2 separate regions of the Zea mays genome follow, and region 1 is linked to region 2. Evidence: chromatin contacts called from public Hi-C data. All regions are on one chromosome and are shown on one strand. The core of a region is the stretch at or near the end of the contact, and the rest is flanking DNA. Distances in the headings are between cores, read along the strand shown.

Region 1 (3,596 bases), core at 319-2,818, 150 kb after region 2:
TTGTATGGTAATATCTACTGATAGACAGAATCCTGGTTTTGGATTTTTAATTTTTCCTGCTTTTGGTTACACCTCTACAGTCCCATACTCGCAGTCCAATAGTACATGGTCTGATAATAAACCAATTAAGAAGGACTCATGTCTCAGTCATTATGACTTGAGCATAGGAGTTGAGATCAAGAAATATTTGAGTTGCAGCTTAAGGTCCAGAGAGGAAATCCCCATACACTTGCTTGTAACGGTATGAATGTATGATCATTTTTTTTTCAAGGTAACATTTTCTAGCATCTTCACCTGTCTACTTGACTGAATGCAGTATATATTAGTTGTAATAACTACTGGCCTTCTGCTGTGCACAAAAGGCGGGTATTACCACTTGCAGAAATTTGTCGGGTAAAGGTAATTGCCAGTTACCTTGTGTTCTTCCCTTGATCAGGAACACCTGGAGGAGGATGCGCTGTGGTTGAACCGAAGCCCTGTGAGCGAAGTACTGATGACAGAAAGAGCGGAAGATAAGATAAGAAAGGAACCCTTGCGCGGCAAGGCCTGGTGACATAGAGGTAGTGCGAGGCTCATACCGCCGCCGCTGGCAGGTTCCAGGCCTGTGCTTTTCTTGCCCTGTATCCCCAGTCTATACTTCTGCGCACATCAGACGAGCCTCAGTGTTTCGGCACAGTGGTGCAACAGAAAAGGAGAGTGCTGGTAGGTAACGCTGAGGCGGTGAAGAAAGAGAGGTCAGACGGACCTGGAGGTGGCTTTTTAACTGGTAAAGAGTGAGGTCTTTCATGCCCATCAATCTGAGCACCGACTTGGGTGTTGCTCCTGTTCGCAGGAAGCACAAGAAATGGTCAGTACTCCACAGCGTAGGCATGTCGGTGGTGTGTTGGAGGAGGCAAGATTCAGATGATTATTATATGAGCTCGAAAAGCTAGAGAATGGATGTTCAGACTTGAGAGCTCTGATTTGAGAGGAATTGCACTTGTCGTTTTCCCAAGGCGACGCGGCCTTTTTCCAGAGTTTTTTTTTTTTGCACCGCTCCTATTTTTTTTCAACTTCCTTTTGGTCATGTCAACGGAACTGCCTTTTCCTCTGACTGCATGCTATAGACTTGGCAATGGCAGAAGCGCAAAGCCAGGCAGCGAAGGATTCGGACTGCAAAAAAAAAAAAAAAAAAAGAATGCACACCGACATGCTCTGTAGCACAAGCACCATACTGGCGAACTGGAGAGGTCTCGGCTCATCAAGCAATCGCCTTGGTGTCGGACGGGGTCATCAAGACAAGACGACTAGACGAGCACTACATATAGACGGGAACGTACGGGAGGAAGGAAGGAAAACGAGAGCGAGGACTCACTGTCCGGTCCGCCCAGCTTGGTGACGGCGTCGACGAAGCGCTGGTGGAGGTCCGGCGTCCAGCGCAGCCGCGGCTTGGGGTCCCGTGACGCCGCCCCGTCGTAGCCGTAGCTCCCCTGCATCGTCGTTCCTTCCTGGCGATCGCCGCTTCCTAGCTATCCGGTGGCCAAAGACACGGCTAGTGGTAGGCTCGAGTGAGACGAGCTCTTGCTGAAGAGAGAATGAATGTAACGTTACCGCCTCCTGGTCGTAGGTGTAATAAGTTGTAACGCGAGCGTCGTTAGCAAGCACAGGGGTTTGTGTATGTGAGGACAAGAGGAGGAGCGAGAGGAGGAGCGCAGAGCGTGGCGGGGAAGGAGGGCGTCATGTGTGCGAGGAATCTAGGACGACTTGTTGGCACTTGGCAGCTGGGCCGGGGTGCGTGCGAGATGCAATGCAAGAACAAAGCGGACGGGCATCACGCCTCCAGGTCCAACCCGGGGGCGCCACTCGGCCGCCGCTCATTGAGGCCCAGGCGCCAAGACGGCGGCTCCACCCACATCACAATTGGCAACAAGAAGCACACGGCTGGGGTTGGGACGCGTCGAATTTTTCACCAGAAAATACCGTCTGATCCTGGCGTTTCGTCAGATGCTATGCTACGTGAACGGCAAAACCTAGCAGCAGCAGCAGCACTCAGACTGGACAAGAGGAGGGAAATCTTTGCGTGGGAACCAAACTGAACGCGAATCGCACGAGTCGGATGACATATCCTCGTCCGGAGCGGACTCGACCGCGAGTCCAGCTGTGGCTGCGGAATATTCCGGCGGAAGCGCGGGGAGAACGACGGCGGCCTCCGGTGGGACCCGGGGCGAGCGGGAGATGCGGCGAAGATGTTCGGCGCTGATGTCGCTGGAATATTCGCGCCAGCTGTGGCTGCCGGTGTGACCTGCTGACCAGACGACCAGTGGCAGTGGCCACCGCCTCTCCATCACAGATTCGCGGACGATTAGCCGAGACTAATCGCTATTCTCAACACTTTTAAAACCGTGCGTGCAGAATGCTAAGGGCGCGTTCGTTTGCACAGCAATAGACATGGATTTATTTCAGCTCATCAAAATCTATATAAATTAAAGAAGTAATCCGGCTAGAAATTAATCCGGAGCTTCAATCCCTAACAACCGAACAGGGTCTAAGCCTGCTAGATTCGAGCATCTGCGTGACTCTACTTTGGCTCTTCTCGTACGATGCGACTTGACGATGCATTTGGGCGTTCCTGTAGCGACACTCTCCTGATTAGTCCCACGGAAACGCAACTCTACCACTATCAGCCGCCGATACTGATCGGTGAACGGGTGATGTGATGGCTCCATTTACAACATCCGTTGATAAAAAACCGCCTCACTTTGCCACTTCAGTGATACATCAAACAGCATCAGCCACAATTCAAGACATAAAGGGCATAGGTTCTCTTATTATTGAATATAAACTCAAGCACTGCAAATCGCTGCGTAGAGTACTGTATCAAGTAGAAAAGGCAGGCCACGGAATTTACACAAACTGCATGGCCAACATACCACCTATCATCGAGCTGGAACACAGGGGGTGTGATGTGTATGTAGTTGCATGCTTACCCACAAACCCGACAAATAACATACACGTGTGACAAGACGGGGCCAAGATTGGTCGACACCATGTAATGTGATCACCAAAACCAAAAACAAAAAAGTGATTAAATCAATAGGGCAGCACGTGTAAGAAGCAGGCCGACAGAGGAGGAAACCGCAGATGACGGGTATTTTCCAGTATGAAAGATCGAGGCCTATTTGAAGCCGAAATGATGCTTGTTGTAGTTGGCCAAGCTCTCGATGCCACCAGCTTGTTGTGTTGACGGTGGAATACCAGACATTCCTAGGCCGGATCCGGCGCCCATGGTCCAAGAGGGCAGGGCCTTCTCATCGGACCCATCGCCAAGGCCACCGACGATGCCAATATCAGCTAGGTTCACCTTCTTCGCTGCAGCTTGTCAGAAACAAGGAGAACCATGAACATGTCTGAACCATAAACAAATTTACACCAAGCTGATAGATGCCATGGCAACAGGGGAAACAGGAACGAGGAACATACGTGCAGTTATGTTCAGATCAATCAATCCCCGGCTCAGCGAGTCTGCCCATATGCCGGACTTGACCTGAAAATTGTCTTTCTTTGCGCTAGGCTTGGAGGCTGCCGCGGGTGCTTGGCCTGTCTTTCCAAGGTTGCTA
Region 2 (3,251 bases), core at 752-3,251:
CTGTACGTCTGTACAACACATTACCGTGAACAGCGTGAGTTTTGGAACGAGCCAACAAATAGCTCAGGAGACGTGAAACAAAACTCACCATTCCTCCCTCGCTAAGGGCAGCGCGTGGAGGTAGCTTAAGTTGCACGAGCAAACGTGACATGGCAACCAACTTTTGATCTGCTGCCAGCCAGCCAGCCTGCCTTTGCTTTGTTGCTTGTGGTTATGGGCAAACTCCACCGCCACGCTTCTTTTATTTTTTCTGATGATCGCTCTGACGTGTTGAGGCGGGAGGGAACATGATCCTGATGGGCACCCGTCAGGTCCAAGTCGTGGCCTCGTGGGTGTTTGGAGAAGATAAAGCGTGGCAACGCTGGATCTGCCGCAAAGCTTCCAGAGTTGGTGGAGGAACAGGCTCTAACCCTGGACGTGGGTCCTTGCACGCACTAGTTCGCTGGTCCAGTCCAGGGACAGGGAGCAGAGACGCAAGGCAGAGCCACTGTACTACGACGGCACTGCGGGTGAAGGCGCTTGCCTGGTGCGATTCGCATCACGTGTTGTATCGGGTTCCCTCCTTGTCGCTGACGCCTTTACCCTTTGGGCTTGCATGGACACATGGTTTTCCATGGATGCTTGGGTTCACGGTACCGACGCATGTGAGCGAGCCGGCCTTTGTGGTCTCGCGTCTCCCGGCACGACCGACGGCCAAAGCTGGGACGCGTAGGCTAGGGCGGGCGTGCCAGGTCAGGATCGCGCGAGGCCAGTGGCATGCCTGGTGTTGGCCGGAGTTAGGTCGTCGTCGGACGACTTTTGGTTGGTGCTGAGTGGTGACTACTGGCTAGAAAGCACGAACGGTCCCCCGGTTTGATGGAGCGTGCGATCTATCCATACCATGACATGAGCCATCCATCCATCCAGATTGCTTCGAGCCGCTGCCTTGTGTTGCCTGGGGTTGCTGACGGCACTGGCCGATCGCGCGCGGGGGTGGTCTGGATCTGGTGAAATGATGTCGTAGCGGCCCGTTGGCGACAAGGGAGAAAAGCCAAGCCTGGTTGCGTATCGCGCCATGGAGCAGTCAGCACTCGGCAGTGGTGGTGGTCTCTCCGGTGTACGGACGAACGGTCCCGGCGTTGGACCATATGCAAGTGTCCACGACAACGAGTCCACGTGAAGATCAACGGGCCCGGGCTCAGCTGGCCCACTGACCCTCGGTGAAGGAACACTGATCACGACCACGGGACGGCAGGACCACAAGACTCGTTAGTCATCATGCACGCTGGTTCCATCTTGTTTGGCCCGATCCACCAAATCTCCAACAGAATAGCCGAGCACGGCCCACGATACCCTGCTGAAGCCCGCCTAGGAAAACGCAGAGAAGGCGTACGCACGCAAAAGGCCTTGCAGTGCCACCGGCCGAGAGATGGCAATGGGTAAAAACCCGCCGAATATTACTTGCCCAAATCCATACCCGCGAAGAAAAAATACGCCCGTTACAAAACCCATACCTATGACGGGTATAAAATTTTGCCCAAACCCATACCCATGCGGGTTTTGGGTACCCAACGGGTTTCCCATACCCACTAACATTAACATAAAAAATAATTCATTATGTAAATGACAATCAATACATTAATAAGCTAGCATAAAAGGAACAAGTGATAACTAATTTTAGCCTAAAATTTGTTACATGAAGTTTATTTCAATTAGAACATATTCAATTAATAATATTATGAGACATATTTATAAGAAATGTTGATTTTAAGGCGGGTTTTAAAAACCCATGGGTTTGCGGGTATGGGTAGTGGAAGAACAAACACATGCCCACGTACCCGTTGGGTTTCCATTTAAACCCATTAACAAACCCATGGGTAGAGAAATTGACCCAAACCCATACCCTAATAGAGCAAAAACCCACCGGATTTCGGGTAGCGGGTACCCATTGCCATCTCTACTAGCCATCAGGCCTAAAATCTAGCCCGGCCCACAAACGGCGCATCACCGCCGCCGCGGGGGTGACAGACTTCCCGGTGGGGCCGTGGGGGAGACGCCACCGGCAGAGTCTCGCAGGCGCCTCCCGCAACTCCCACGAGATCCGAGTATCCGACTCGGACGAAACTCTCCTGGCTGGCCACCGTCGCGGCGTCGCGGCAACCGGCTGCGCACAGGGAGGCCGCACAGTGGTTTACGAGGGCGCGGTTGTCGGCTCGTCGCTGGTGGGGCTGGGCTGTGGTTCTGGTTCCTGAACCGGCGGCTGTACAAGGAGTACGAGGAGCGGCGGTTGCTGGTGCAGGTCCTCTTCGGCCTCGTCTTCGCCTTCTCCTGCAACCTCTTCGAGCTCGTTCTCTTCGAGATCCTCCCCTTCCTGTCCAAGCATGCACGCCTTCCTCACCTGGCACCTCGACTTCTTCTGCCTCCTACTACTCCTCGTCTTCGTACTCCTCTACTATTACTGCTATCTTCTGCTCCGTAACTCAGGTCACGATCGCCAATCAATCTCGCATTGCTTCATTTCTCTCTCCCTCTGTGCGGCTGTCATGCTCGGCTCATCGGTTGTTGACTGCAGGGGTGAGGAGGGAGCGGGCGTGGCTCGGCGATTCACTTCCCCATGCCTTCATCGGAGAAGGGTTTGTTGACGGTGCAAACGTACTAAGTAGGCTTAGGATATTGGTCTCAGTCTCTCAGACTTGTTCCTTTTTGCAGGCAAGCCAATTGTTTGTTGCTCAATCCATACCTAGTTGTGTCATAGTGTTTGACATCATGTGCGTCGTGCAGTTTTTTTTACGATGTCGCAGTTGTTGGTCAGTAGGATTGGGGTGATTGGAGTGAGTGTCATGGCTGTTCTTTCTGGTTTTGGTGCCGTCAATATGCCATACAGTTATCTGTCGCTCTTCATAAGGTTTGGAGCTTATCTCATCAATACTGCATTTTCACTTCTCACGACTAACTTTGATCTACATCTTTACGATGTTATACTGTCATTTTAACTATCATGATTTACAGGGAAACTCGATGCAACAGACATCAAAACCTTGGAACGGCAGTTATTGCAATCCATGGAGACATGTACTGCTAAGAAGAAGAAAATTATTTTGTCCCAGATGGAGATGGGAGAGTATTCAAGTATCAGAGGAGGTACTTGCTTTACTAGTCCCTGCCTTATGTTTCGTAGAAAACAATCCTATCTTCGCATTGGTTTAACATGGAAAAATACTAGGTGAAAAATATTAAAACTCAAAAGATTTAACTACATGATATTGCCATCT

The links. A called contact is a pair of places that touch in the nucleus more often than the background predicts.
Region 1: a Hi-C map of leaf shows a contact between it and region 2, with 6 times the contacts expected there. The contact joins the promoter of LOC100281611 here to the promoter of LOC103645985 in region 2. A contact is called at or near these places in 2 of 25 Hi-C or Micro-C datasets (leaf and leaf mesophyll).

What each region holds. Positions count from the first base shown.
Region 1 is chr2:12,857,214-12,860,809 of Zm-B73-REFERENCE-NAM-5.0, forward strand. LOC100281611 (calcium-dependent protein kinase substrate protein) reads right to left here and starts at 1,569. Exons shown (of 6, transcript NM_001279510.2): 1 at 1,355-1,569; 2 at 746-822; 3 at 579-639; 4 at 415-490. The coding sequence starts at 1,475. LOC100501876 (Clathrin interactor EPSIN 1) reads right to left here. Exons shown (of 11, transcript NM_001196517.1): 10 at 3,460-3,596; 11 at 2,783-3,348. The coding sequence ends at 3,155.
Region 2 is chr2:12,704,517-12,707,767 of Zm-B73-REFERENCE-NAM-5.0, forward strand. LOC103645985 (GPCR-type G protein COLD1) reads left to right here and starts at 2,002. Exons shown (of 9, transcript XR_002749931.2): 1 at 2,002-2,463; 2 at 2,552-2,612; 3 at 2,689-2,884; 4 at 2,989-3,120.